3 separate regions of the Mus musculus genome follow, and regions 1 and 2 are each linked to region 3. The links are chromatin contacts, called in public ChIA-PET and HiChIP or PLAC-seq maps. All regions are on one chromosome and are shown on one strand. The core of a region is the stretch at or near the end of the contact, and the rest is flanking DNA. Distances in the headings are between cores, read along the strand shown.

What was found. ChIA-PET counts read pairs in DNA pulled down with a chosen protein or histone mark. HiChIP or PLAC-seq counts read pairs in DNA pulled down with a chosen protein or histone mark.
Region 1: an H3K27ac HiChIP or PLAC-seq map of SST interneurons shows a contact between it and region 3, with 3 times the contacts expected there. The contact joins the enhancer-like site here to the promoter of Fam98c in region 3. A contact is called at or near these places in 1 of 39 promoter capture datasets (pre-B cells), 1 of 484 Hi-C or Micro-C datasets (cerebral cortex), 2 of 115 datasets of contacts at active chromatin or transcription factors (SST interneurons and embryonic basal ganglia) and 4 of 9 other capture datasets (adipose tissue, embryonic stem cells, liver and 1 more).
Region 2: a contact with region 3 is called in an RNA polymerase II ChIA-PET map of effector CD8 T cells, with 7 read pairs. The contact joins the enhancer-like site here to the promoter of Fam98c in region 3. A contact is called at or near these places in 1 of 39 promoter capture datasets (liver), 1 of 484 Hi-C or Micro-C datasets (embryonic stem cells), 4 of 115 datasets of contacts at active chromatin or transcription factors (effector CD8 T cells, embryonic stem cells and memory CD8 T cells) and 2 of 9 other capture datasets (embryonic stem cells and liver).

Annotation. Positions count from the first base shown.
Region 1 is chr7:29,366,121-29,369,268 of GRCm38.p6, forward strand. It overlaps Sipa1l3 (signal-induced proliferation-associated 1 like 3), which reads right to left. Exons shown (of 23, transcript NM_001081028.1): 12 at 431-682. Among named protein-coding and RNA genes, the nearest start is that of Dpf1, 60 kb to the left of the region's middle. Within about 2 kb of position 1,436, at least 64 of the 459 cell types and tissues checked have an H3K27ac peak or open chromatin away from gene starts, as enhancers often do. A contact at or near this core is called in SST interneurons, cerebral cortex and embryonic basal ganglia, where this site is marked.
Region 2 is chr7:28,999,487-29,002,961 of GRCm38.p6, forward strand. It overlaps Map4k1 (mitogen-activated protein kinase kinase kinase kinase 1), which reads left to right. Exons shown (of 32, transcript NM_008279.2): 24 at 287-395; 25 at 478-536; 26 at 705-808; 27 at 1,449-1,623; 28 at 2,121-2,183; 29 at 2,263-2,352; 30 at 2,434-2,504; 31 at 2,862-2,917. Among named protein-coding and RNA genes, the nearest start is that of Map4k1, 18 kb to the left of the region's middle. Within about 2 kb of position 1,570, at least 157 of the 459 cell types and tissues checked have an H3K27ac peak or open chromatin away from gene starts, as enhancers often do. A contact at or near this core is called in effector CD8 T cells and memory CD8 T cells, where this site is marked.
Region 3 is chr7:29,154,570-29,158,119 of GRCm38.p6, forward strand. It overlaps Fam98c (family with sequence similarity 98, member C), which reads right to left and starts at 1,641. Exons shown (of 8, transcript NM_001146023.1): 1 at 1,561-1,641; 2 at 1,316-1,461; 3 at 1,106-1,240; 4 at 583-788; 5 at 47-124. The coding sequence starts at 1,601. It also overlaps a transcript of Spred3 not described here.

The sequences.
Region 1 (3,148 bases), core at 186-2,685, 210 kb after region 3:
CAGCACTCCGGAGGCAGAGTCAGGTCGATCTCTGAGTTCGAGGCCTGCCTGGTCTGCAGAGTGAGTTCCAGGACAGCCAGGGCTACACAGACAAGCTTTGTCTCAAAAATCCAAAAACGAGGGCTGGAGAGATGGCTCAGTGGTACTCTTTTAGAGTTCTTGGGTTCAATTCCCAGCACCCACATGGTGGCTCACAACCATCTGCAATAGGATCTGATGCCCTCTTCTGGTGTGTCTGAAGTCAGCAACAGTGTACTCACATATATAAAATAAATCTTAAAAAAAAATCCAAAAAAAGAAAAAAAAAAAAAGGAAAATGACTGAGGGAAGAAAAAGGGCAAGAGCAAGGGTTGGAGAGAGAGAGATAGAGAGAGAGAGAGAGAGAAGGGTGAGGGACACTGGACAGCAGTGGTGCCCTGGGCGTCCTTACCTCTTGCTGTGCAGTGGCTGAGACTCTCGGAAGGGCACCACGGGTGTCTGCTTCGGGAGTCGGCTCAGGGACTGGGCATGGCCGGGAGTGGCAGGGGTGGTCCATTTGGTGGCCGGCAGAGAGTTGTGGGAGGCGGGCCCACTCCACTGCCAGGGAGCATTGCTGCGGTAGGGGGGTCGGCCCCCAGGGGTGGTGGTTTCCGACTCCGTCTTGGGTTCCGAAGCATTCATATCATAGGTCTCTGGCCACCCCCTGGAAAAGCAAGTTTGTTACTTATAAGGTCTGGGCCCACCAGCACCCAGGCCTTCTTTCTGCTTGGGAGGGTCCGGCTGTCTGGGTAACAGTGGGCAATTCCAAACCATGGTGATTCATTTTAAAGCCAGAGTGGTACCTTTCAGGTCAGTAATAGCCATATGAAGCTTACATATGGCTATTACTGCTAGGCCTGAATCTCCTTTTTCCTCCAGGTCTTGGCTTCTCTTCGTCCCCTCCCTTTTCTCTGGCCCAGGCTTCTAATCAGCCAGTGTTTTAAATGGACCAGCCCCTCCTAATACCCCAAGCAGTACTTTGGGCCGGAAAAGCCAATGTCCTCAAAAATCCAAGGACAGTCTCTGCCTTGTTCCCTAGAATTTCAAATACTGCTGCAAGAGAAGCAGGTGACCTACTTTGCAAGGTGGTTTAAAAAAAAAAAAAAAAAGAAAGAAAGAAAAAAAAGAAAGAAAAGCACATGAAGCCCAGAACCCTGGAAATAGAAGCAGGCCCGTGTCTGGCTGGCACATGCACCATAGTACAGAGATCCAGCCTGGGGCATGGGCATCCAAGCTGGGCTGGCAGCTCTGCTACCTCTGTCACACAGTGTGTCACGCAGCATGGGAGGGAGCCTGAGCTTACAGAGGCTGAGCTCAGGAAAAAAAAATATCCACCTCTTAGATCGCAGGAGCTAAGCTCTGAGAGGCAGGTCCAGAGCGTCTCATCCCGATGTCCTTTGGCCTGAGACACTCAGACATGGCTGCTACAGAGCCGTGTCATGGGACCTGAGGACATGTTCGTGTCCCAGGCCCTACGCAGGGTACCTTTCTGCCTTTCTGTCCGTATGGCAGAGCTGATGTTCAGCGGTCCTTATGGTTGTTTGGGGGATCAGGAGCCCCCAGGCACCGGGTAGGGAACAGTAGGGACACAACCCTCTGACAGAGCCACCAGACAGGCCAGGCTGGCGGAGGTGGAGGAAGGCCACATATCCTGAGAACTGCTATGTGCTCTGAGCCAGGCAGATCTCACCCCTGGATGCTGGGCATGAGCATGTGATTCACACCCAACCAATCAGAAACGCCTCTCACCCTAGACAAAGTGACTAGTGCAGGATTGTCACAGGCTTTAAGCAGTTCCTATCAGAGCAGTGAGAGCAACCTGGGAGACACTTCTGAAATTATAGGGGTGGGGGTGGGGTTGGCTTACAAGCGTTTCTGCTAGGCTCCTCCCAGGGACCTAGTGGTGGCTTATGCCATCGCCTGCCACAGCCAGTTATGATGTAGGTGCAGCAGTGTATAAAAAGGACTGCCTGCCCCCCCTGCCCCCACCTCTCTCTGTTCCCACGTGTTCCTGATTGATCTCCCCCTCTCGGTCCTTCCTGTCCTCTTCTCTGCCTTCATAGCTCTGCTGCTGTCTGTCTGCCTCTCCTACATCTTTAGGCTCCCCTCTCCTCCCCTTCCCCCCAAATAAACCTCCTTTATACCAGGTCTGTCGCAAGGCTTGATTTCTCAGGGGAACACCTTGGCATGGGCCCCCCAGGCACCCCCTTACACGGTACACTGTTGTCACCGCATTTATATTTTACAACAGGGGAGTATAAAGATCTATTTTTGCAGGCGTTGCTATGCTGGGGAGACCCAGTCCAGAGCTGTGTCGCTTGTGGGGAGATTGACTGAGAATGACAGCAACTAAGCTTAAGACTTTGAATTCTGGGTCCTCTGGCCTCCACTCCCTGAGTGCTGGGATTGCAGGTGCATGCCACCACATCTGGCTCATGCCGTGCTGGGAGAACTGAACCCAGGGCCTTGTACATGTTATATGAGCACGCTACCAAATGAGCCATACCCTTAGCTCCAGTATATGACCTTTCATATACTGTGGAACTTGTTCGAGCCCACACAGCCACAACAGCTAGAAACTGAGCTGGACTGCTGGCACATGTCTTTAAACAGGGGCAGGTGGGTCAGTCTGGTCTACATAGAATTCCAAGGCTATATAATGAGAGCCAATCTTAAGGAAAAAACAAAAAACAAAAAACCCAACCCAAACCAAACCAAACCAAAAACCTAAAACAACAAACCAACCAACCAAAGCAAGCAATATCCATGTCATATCCAGAAGTCGGCACGCCACACCACTCTCTCCCCACCCTCTTCCAGCTCTCCCATGCTGTCTGCCCCCTTCTTCCATGCTCACTGAGCCTTGGAAAGGATGCCTGAGCATCCAGCAGCCATGCATCCTCTATACTGTGACCAGTGTCTGCGGTTACCACTGTCCACTGTAAAGAGGCTTCTGTGACCAAAACTGACAGTGCCATTACCTAGAGGCACCAATGGGGTTACTTAGAAGACTTTTGACAGGTACGTCATGCCCACTTAGCAAACAACAGCAGTCGCATTCTCCAGTGGGGCCTCAGGCCTTCCAAGCCAGGGTGGATTCCCTCCTGTGGAGCTGGCCTCAAAGCCAATC
Region 2 (3,475 bases), core at 320-2,819, 160 kb before region 3:
AGCACCAAAAAAATAAACTTCAGGTGCAACCTCATGGGCTGGGTAAACCTCACTCCTGTTGCCGGTGCAGCAGCGTTATGAGGGCAGGCGACCTATTCTGCTCTGTTTTCCTAAGCAGATCACGGTGATGCCTGGACCACACTGGTCCTTTCAAGTCTCAAGACTGGGAACTGTGTGACTGGAAAGTGGGGTTTGCATGTTGGGAAGTTTCAGCGGGCTGGGAGACAAAGAGATGGCAAGGGTCCTCTAACTGCTTGACACTCCCGCTCTCATACACACACTGCAGGGAAGACACCCTACCTGTATTCTCATAGCATCCTGGGCCTGCTTGAAAGGAAAGACGGCAGAACGGGAAGCCCCATTGCTCACATTAGCCCTCACCGGTTACTGGCAAGGTAGGAGCCCCACAGGGCGCCATTGGCTTCCCTGCCCCCAGTGCGCCCGCGCAGCCCCTCACTCCTCTTCCTCCTCCTCCAGAAAGAACATGGTCTCCAGTAAGATCCAGGACACCAAAGGCTGCCGGGCTTGCTGTGTGGGTGAGAGCCAGCTTCCCTCCGGGTGCAGAGTGATGGGGCGGGCTGGTGCCTGGCCAGTGTCTACTCAATAAGGTTGAGGCATGGTGTCCAGGACCCTTGGAGAGATACTGGGGGATCCTAGAGGGAGACAGGGACCCTGACCTGACCCATTCTTGTCCACTTCCACAGCTGAGAGTGCTAGCTCTGGGGGCCCATTCTTATGTGGGGCATTGGAGACGTCTGTGGTTTTGCTCCAGTGGTACCAACCAATGAACAAATTCTTGCTTGTCCGGGTAAGTCTGTAGAGCGAGGGTGCTCCATCCACCATTAGCGCTTATATAAAGAATGGGATGCCCCCCCCCCCCCCCAGCCGCCAGTCCATGTCGTTGCTCCCTTCCCATCCTGAGGCATTTTGAAAATTTCCCGAGAGTCTGAAGAGATGGCTCAGCGATTAAGAGAGTACTGGCTGCTCTTCCAAAGGACCCACGTTCAGTTCCCAGCACCCACATGGCAGCTCACAACGGTCTGAAACTCCAGTTGCAGGGGACTCAACAGCCTCACACAGACATACATGCAGGCAAAACACCAAGCGCATAAAATAAAAATAAGTAAATCGTTAAAAAGAAAACCACTTCCTGATATTTAAGCCCCGTCCCTCACATCTGAACAACTTAATTATTCTTCAGTCTCTAAGGGTCTGTCCCTTTGAGTCTAAAGTGGTTTTGTTGGCCTGGTGTGTGTGTGTAGGGGGTGTTCCTGCTTTTCCGTCACCAGGTTGACACGCCTCCAGACAAAGCCACATTTACTCTAGAAGCACACTTTGCTTCTTTCTAAAGAAGCCTGAAAATCTCCGAGGGACTCCCCACCTAGTCCCCCACCCCACCCCCGGTCTCAGAGCCTCCCTGAATCGCTCTTCCCCGCGCGGGCCTGCAGCAGGTGCTGTTCCCGCTGCCCACGCCGCTGCCGGTGTTCACGCTGCTGACAACGCCGGGCTCCGAGCTGCCAGCTGTGTGCATCGGCGTGAGCCCGGGGCAGGCGGCAAAGTCGGTGCTCTTCCACACCGTGCGCTTCGGTGCGCTGTCCTGCTGGCTGGACGACTCCAGCACGGGTGAGTGGGCCTTGCCCCTAAGAGGCAAGGATGCTAGGAAGGGAGACGCTGCCGGGGAAGGAGGGGCTGTAGGGAAAAGGCAGTCCTGGAAAGGTAGTGCTTCAGGAAAGAGGACAATAGGGAAAAGTTGCAGACCAAGGCGGGGCTGCAGGGCGGGGTTCAGGCTGCAGGGAAGGGGCGGGGCCTAGGGAAGAGGGCGGAGCTTCAGAAAAGGGGCATGGTTTCTGGAAAGGATGTGGCTTGTGAGAAGGGGCCAATCAAGGATGGGACTACAGGTTAGGGCACCAGGGAAGGGGAAGGGCAGAATGGTTGGGCAGGGCTATGCCCGAACCCGATACCGAGAAAGAGATGGAACAGGGTGTGTGGTCTTCCTTGACTGGTCATAACAGGGTGGAGCGCACGTGGCAGGGTGGAGCGCACGTGGCAGGCAGGGACCTGAGGGGTGCTAGCTGAACAGAGCTAGGCAGTTAGTTCTTAAGCCCCTGCCTCTCGCGCAGAGCACAAGGGACCAGTGCAGGTGATCCAAGTAAAGGAAGACATGGTGATGGTGTTGATGGATGGTAAGAGCCTTCCTCCCTTCCCTTTCCGGTCCTCAGCCCAGGACGTTGTGCTCAAAGCCTTCCTTCCACTTCCCTTCAGGCTCTCTAAAGCTAGTGACCCCAGAGGGGGCACCAGCTCCTGGGCTCCGCACCCCTGAGATCCCCATGACAGAAGCGGTCGAGGCTGTGGGTATGTGTTAGTTGGGAGGGTCCAGGGTCAAGAGTGGGAGCTCTGTGACCTCCAGGTCACAGGGAACTGCTTCCTCTCTAGCTATGGTTGAAGATCGACTCGAGGCCTTCTGGAAGCATGGAGTTCAGGTGTGGGCTCCAGGCTTGAAACAGGTAGGCTCCTTCAGTTCACACCACTCCCTTGCCCTCATCCTCAACCTTCACATCCTTTAAATGGGCTTGGAGAAGCCCTGGGTCAGGACAGGGACTCGTGTAGGGAAGCTTCAGGGCACACATCGTACCGGCTCCCTGGTTCCTGACTTACCCACCCTTCACAGTTGCCTATCCGATAGGGCGCGGCGACTTTGCAGGTTAGTAGTCTTGGACACAGAGCAGTTAAGTCACATGTTTGTCAAAGTCACACAGCTTCATGAGTGGGTCTGGGGTTAGACTTACCCTGAGGAAGCCGTGTCTGTAGGGAGAGGGAAGGCCCTACTTCTCCGCACACACACAGACACACTTTCTCTACAGCCGCTGCAGGAGCTGAGAGACCCCACCCTCACCTTCCGTCTGCTCTGCTCCCCCAGGTATGGTGGTGGAGGGACGAATGGGGAATAGGAGAGGCTGCTGGTGTGGAGAGGAGGTTTCCACAGCCTAGAAAACCCTTCCATGTTCTTTTGCAAGGTTCCCTCCCGAGGCTCCGGCTCCACCGTGACTCTTGGGAGCCTTGGCTGCCCTCAGCAGAAGCCCCTGCACCGGTGCTTCCCTGTTTTCCTTTAGTCTACCCTTGAGGTTGGGAGTGTGAACTCCCCACGGCTCCTTTTACTGTTGTTGCCGTGAGATAGCTTATGTAGCCCTGGCTGGTCTCCGATTCTCGCTTCTCTTCTATCACATTGGGGGTTGGGGACACATGGCACAGAGGGCACCTGGAGATCAGAGAACATTTTTAGGAGACGATTCTTTTTACCACATGGGTCGCAGAGATTGAACTTAGGTCATTATGTTTGGTGACAAGCACCTTTGCCTGCTGAGCCACCTGGCCAGACCCCCCCCCCCCTTTTTCTGAAAGGATTTTATAGCTCAGGCTAACCTCAGACTCCCTAGGTAGCCGAGGATGACCTTGAACTCCAGCTTGGCTTGCTTCA
Region 3 (3,550 bases), core at 391-2,890:
CGTCTCTGGGTAGATACTGTTCACAGCCATCTGCACATGTTCTCACCCATCGGGATGCATCCAGCTGCGAGTTAAGGAGGGGCTTCATGGACTCCGGGGGCAGGGACGGCAGCAGCTCAGAGATCTGGTGGGAGAATCATTAGAAGCCAGTGAGACACAAACAGGATGGACCTTCTCAGGGGCTCTAGTTTCCCTCAACCCTGTGAACCTGGGTCTCAGAAGTGTTAACGACTTTTGCCAACTTGACAATTGCTATTGGATATAGGCGTGCCCAGCCCACTCTGGGCCTGGGCTGTATAAGAGGTAGCTGAACAAGCCGGGAGGCATGTGCTAGTAAACGGTTGTCCTCCATGGCTGGCTTGAGGCTTGGGTTCCTGCCTCAGTTTCCTTCAACGGTGGGCTGTAACTTGTGAAGGGAAACAAACGGTTTCCTCCCCTAAGCTGGCTTTGGTCAGTGTTTTATCACAGCAAAAAGCAAATTAGAACGAATGGCCACTGTCGATGGGTCATCCTTTTTAGAGCTGGTTTTGAAAACAGGCTCCTTTCCACAAGTAAGGTACCTCAGGAGGAGACTCTCTCTACCTTGTCATGAAACTCCCGAAGTAGCTGGCTAGCCAGGGTTCCACGCAGGGGTCTGGGGAGCCCCAGGGCTTGAAGAGTTAGCGTCAGTTCCTGAACAACGCCATTCGCCTTCTTTGTCCCTTCTCCAAAGGATGGCACAGGGCTAGAATCCCGCTGGAGCCTTAGATGCAAGAGGCGGGCAGCCTGGAGCTCAGAGCAAAGAAACCCTAAAAAGAGGAGTAGATCCCTACCCAACCAGAACCTTGGCCCTTCCCCCAGAGTAAGCCTCACCCACCGACAATGGGGGATGTGGGTCCACTTCAGAACCACCCAACTGGCGTTTAACTCAACGCATTAAAGTTTTCAGAGGCCTCTGTCAGAATTCAAGCCAAGCCTTAATTAACCCTAGCCTATCTACCTGCGGCCTTCAAGCTCGCCGCAAAGCTTTGGCCACACCCACGGGAGTCCAGTCTGAGCGTCAGAGCCCGCCCCATTCAGAGGCCCCGCCCACCGCCACCACCCTGGGCCTTCCAAGCTCGCTCACGCAGCAGACGCAGGCCGCCGCCGGGCTCCCGCAGCACGGTGGCGCAGTCTCCGCCGCAGAGCGCGCGATCCGGGCAGTGCAACGCCCGCAGCCAGCCGGCCAACTGCCGCAGGAACTCTTCCTCTGTGTCCGGGCCTGCGGGAGGAAGAAGCCATCAGGAAGCAGCGGGTTCCGCGGCTCTACCCGCCGTCCACCCAGCTTCTCACGCACCGTGGCCGGCGCCCAGCACTGCGGTGCCCTCCTCTCGCCGCTCCAGAGCTCCCAGAGCCGTCAGCTCGGCCGCCAGCCGCGCGCACAGCGCCCTGAAGTCTGCACACGCGGGACCCCGAGACGCCCCCTCCGGGAGGGCATCGTACCTGCGGCGGGGCACGCGTCAGTGCGAGTCCCTCTGCGTCCGCGTCCCCAGGCGAGTGCGCCCTTCCCGTACCCCCAGGCCACACCACCGAATCTTTTACCCCAGTGTCAGAAGGTCACCCGCTACCATGGCCCCATCCATGGCAACTCCGTCTGCGGACCCGGTGCGCGCGCCCCCTTCCGCCAGGGAAAGGCTCCGCCCCCTCTTCCCTCCGCCTCCTCTCTCCCGCTGCTATCCAACCATATTCTCGTGCGAAGGCGCTTCCACGCTCCTATTGGCTTGGTCGCGCGCCACGCGCACCCTTCAGGTAACTTGTCCAGTGTAAATTTTATAGCTTGAGGTTTGGATCTACGAGGTCGCAGGAGGCTCGGGTGTCCCTACTGTCCGACTCTCAAGAAAAAAAAAAAAAAAAAAAAGCAAAAAGCAACTTATTTAACTTTTATACTTTTGGAGGCAGGGTCTCGATTTATACATTTATGTAGCTCAGGCTGGCTTCTTAGTCCTGCTTCCTCCTTCTGTTTGCTGGTTGACAGGCGTGTGACACGCCCAGCTGCCCTTTGTTCTTAGTGCACCCCAGACCGAAAGTCCCATCCGACTTGTTTTTCTTCCACTTTAGGATTAGATTTTCAGCACGTCTTCACATCCACTCTCCCACCTCAGCCAGACCCTCCTTCCACCTCACAGTGGGTCCAGTGTTAGCCAGACTCTCTGCCTCTGTAGGCCTTCGAAAGAAAAAGCAGATGCCATTGAGAAACTCCATCCTAAGGGGGAGGCAAGCCGATGGGACTGGGGTTGACTCCATTTGCCAGCTAATGTTTCTGCCAAACTGGTTTTTTCCATCTATGCGATTGGGATCCAAGGGCAATAAAGTATATGTTTTATGTGCCTGAATGTCGTGTGTGTGTATGTGTGTGTGTGTGTGTGTGTGTGTGTGTGTGCGTGTGCATGTGTGTGCGCGTACCTTGTGCCCACAGAAGTCAGAAGGCTTACAATCTCCTGCAACTGGACTTCCAGGACTTCCAGGTGGTCGTGAAGTCTTGTGTGGGTGCTGGGAACCAAACCCAAGTCTTCTGCTAGAACAAGTGCTCCTAACCACTGAGCCATCTCTCCAGCCATTAATATATTAAATGGAATCTGGCCTCACTAAGACCCTCCTATCTTAGCCCCCCAAGATCTGGGACTATAGGTTTGTGTCACACCCAATGTTTCAAGCACTCATTTTTTTTTTTTTTTAAGATTTATTTATTGTTATATGTAAGTACACTGTAGCTGTCTTCAGACGTACCAGAAGAGGGCATCAGATCTCATTACGGATGGTTGTGAGCCACCATGTGGTTGCTGGGATTTGAACTGAGGACCTTCAGAAGAGCAGTTGGTGCTCTTACCCACTGAGCCATCTCGACAGCCCCCTCAAGCACTCATTCTTAAAAGTGTGAGGATTATGGTCCATATGTTAAGGTGCATCCTTAGTTAATAACAAGTAAAGCCGGGCGTAGTGGCGCACGAATTTGATCCCAGCACTCAGGAGGCAGAGGCAGGCGGATTTCTGAGTTCGAGGCCAGCCTGATGTACAGAGTGAGTTCCAGGACAGCCAGGGCTACACAGAGAAACCCTGTCCAAAAACAAAAATCCAAGAAGTCGGGGAACTGGACTTGCTGCTCTCTCAAAAGCTGGCTCCCAGCACTGACCTCTGGGGGTTCGTAAGCACCCGAGGATCCACCATGCTCTTTGGCCTCTTTGGGCATCCCTGCAAACACACATGTACATAAATACAAAATAATGTTTCAAAACCAGATCTGGTGACTTAGACATGTGTCCTCATAGGAAGATCACCACAAGTTCCATGTATGTGGCCCACAAGCACCAGAAACTCCAGGTCACATGCATGGAGCCACATATAATTTTAAAATATTAAAAACAAAACAAAATCCTTGGGCTAATAACCTTTACTCCTTCTTTGGTGTTGGGCCTTACCTCAAGCTCTTGCCCATGCTAAGCATGTGTTCCACCACTGAGCAACATTTTCAGCCTTCTGTCAAACTCCATGTGTAAACCTAGGAGCTCTGGTTGGAGAGAGAGCTAAGCAAGAG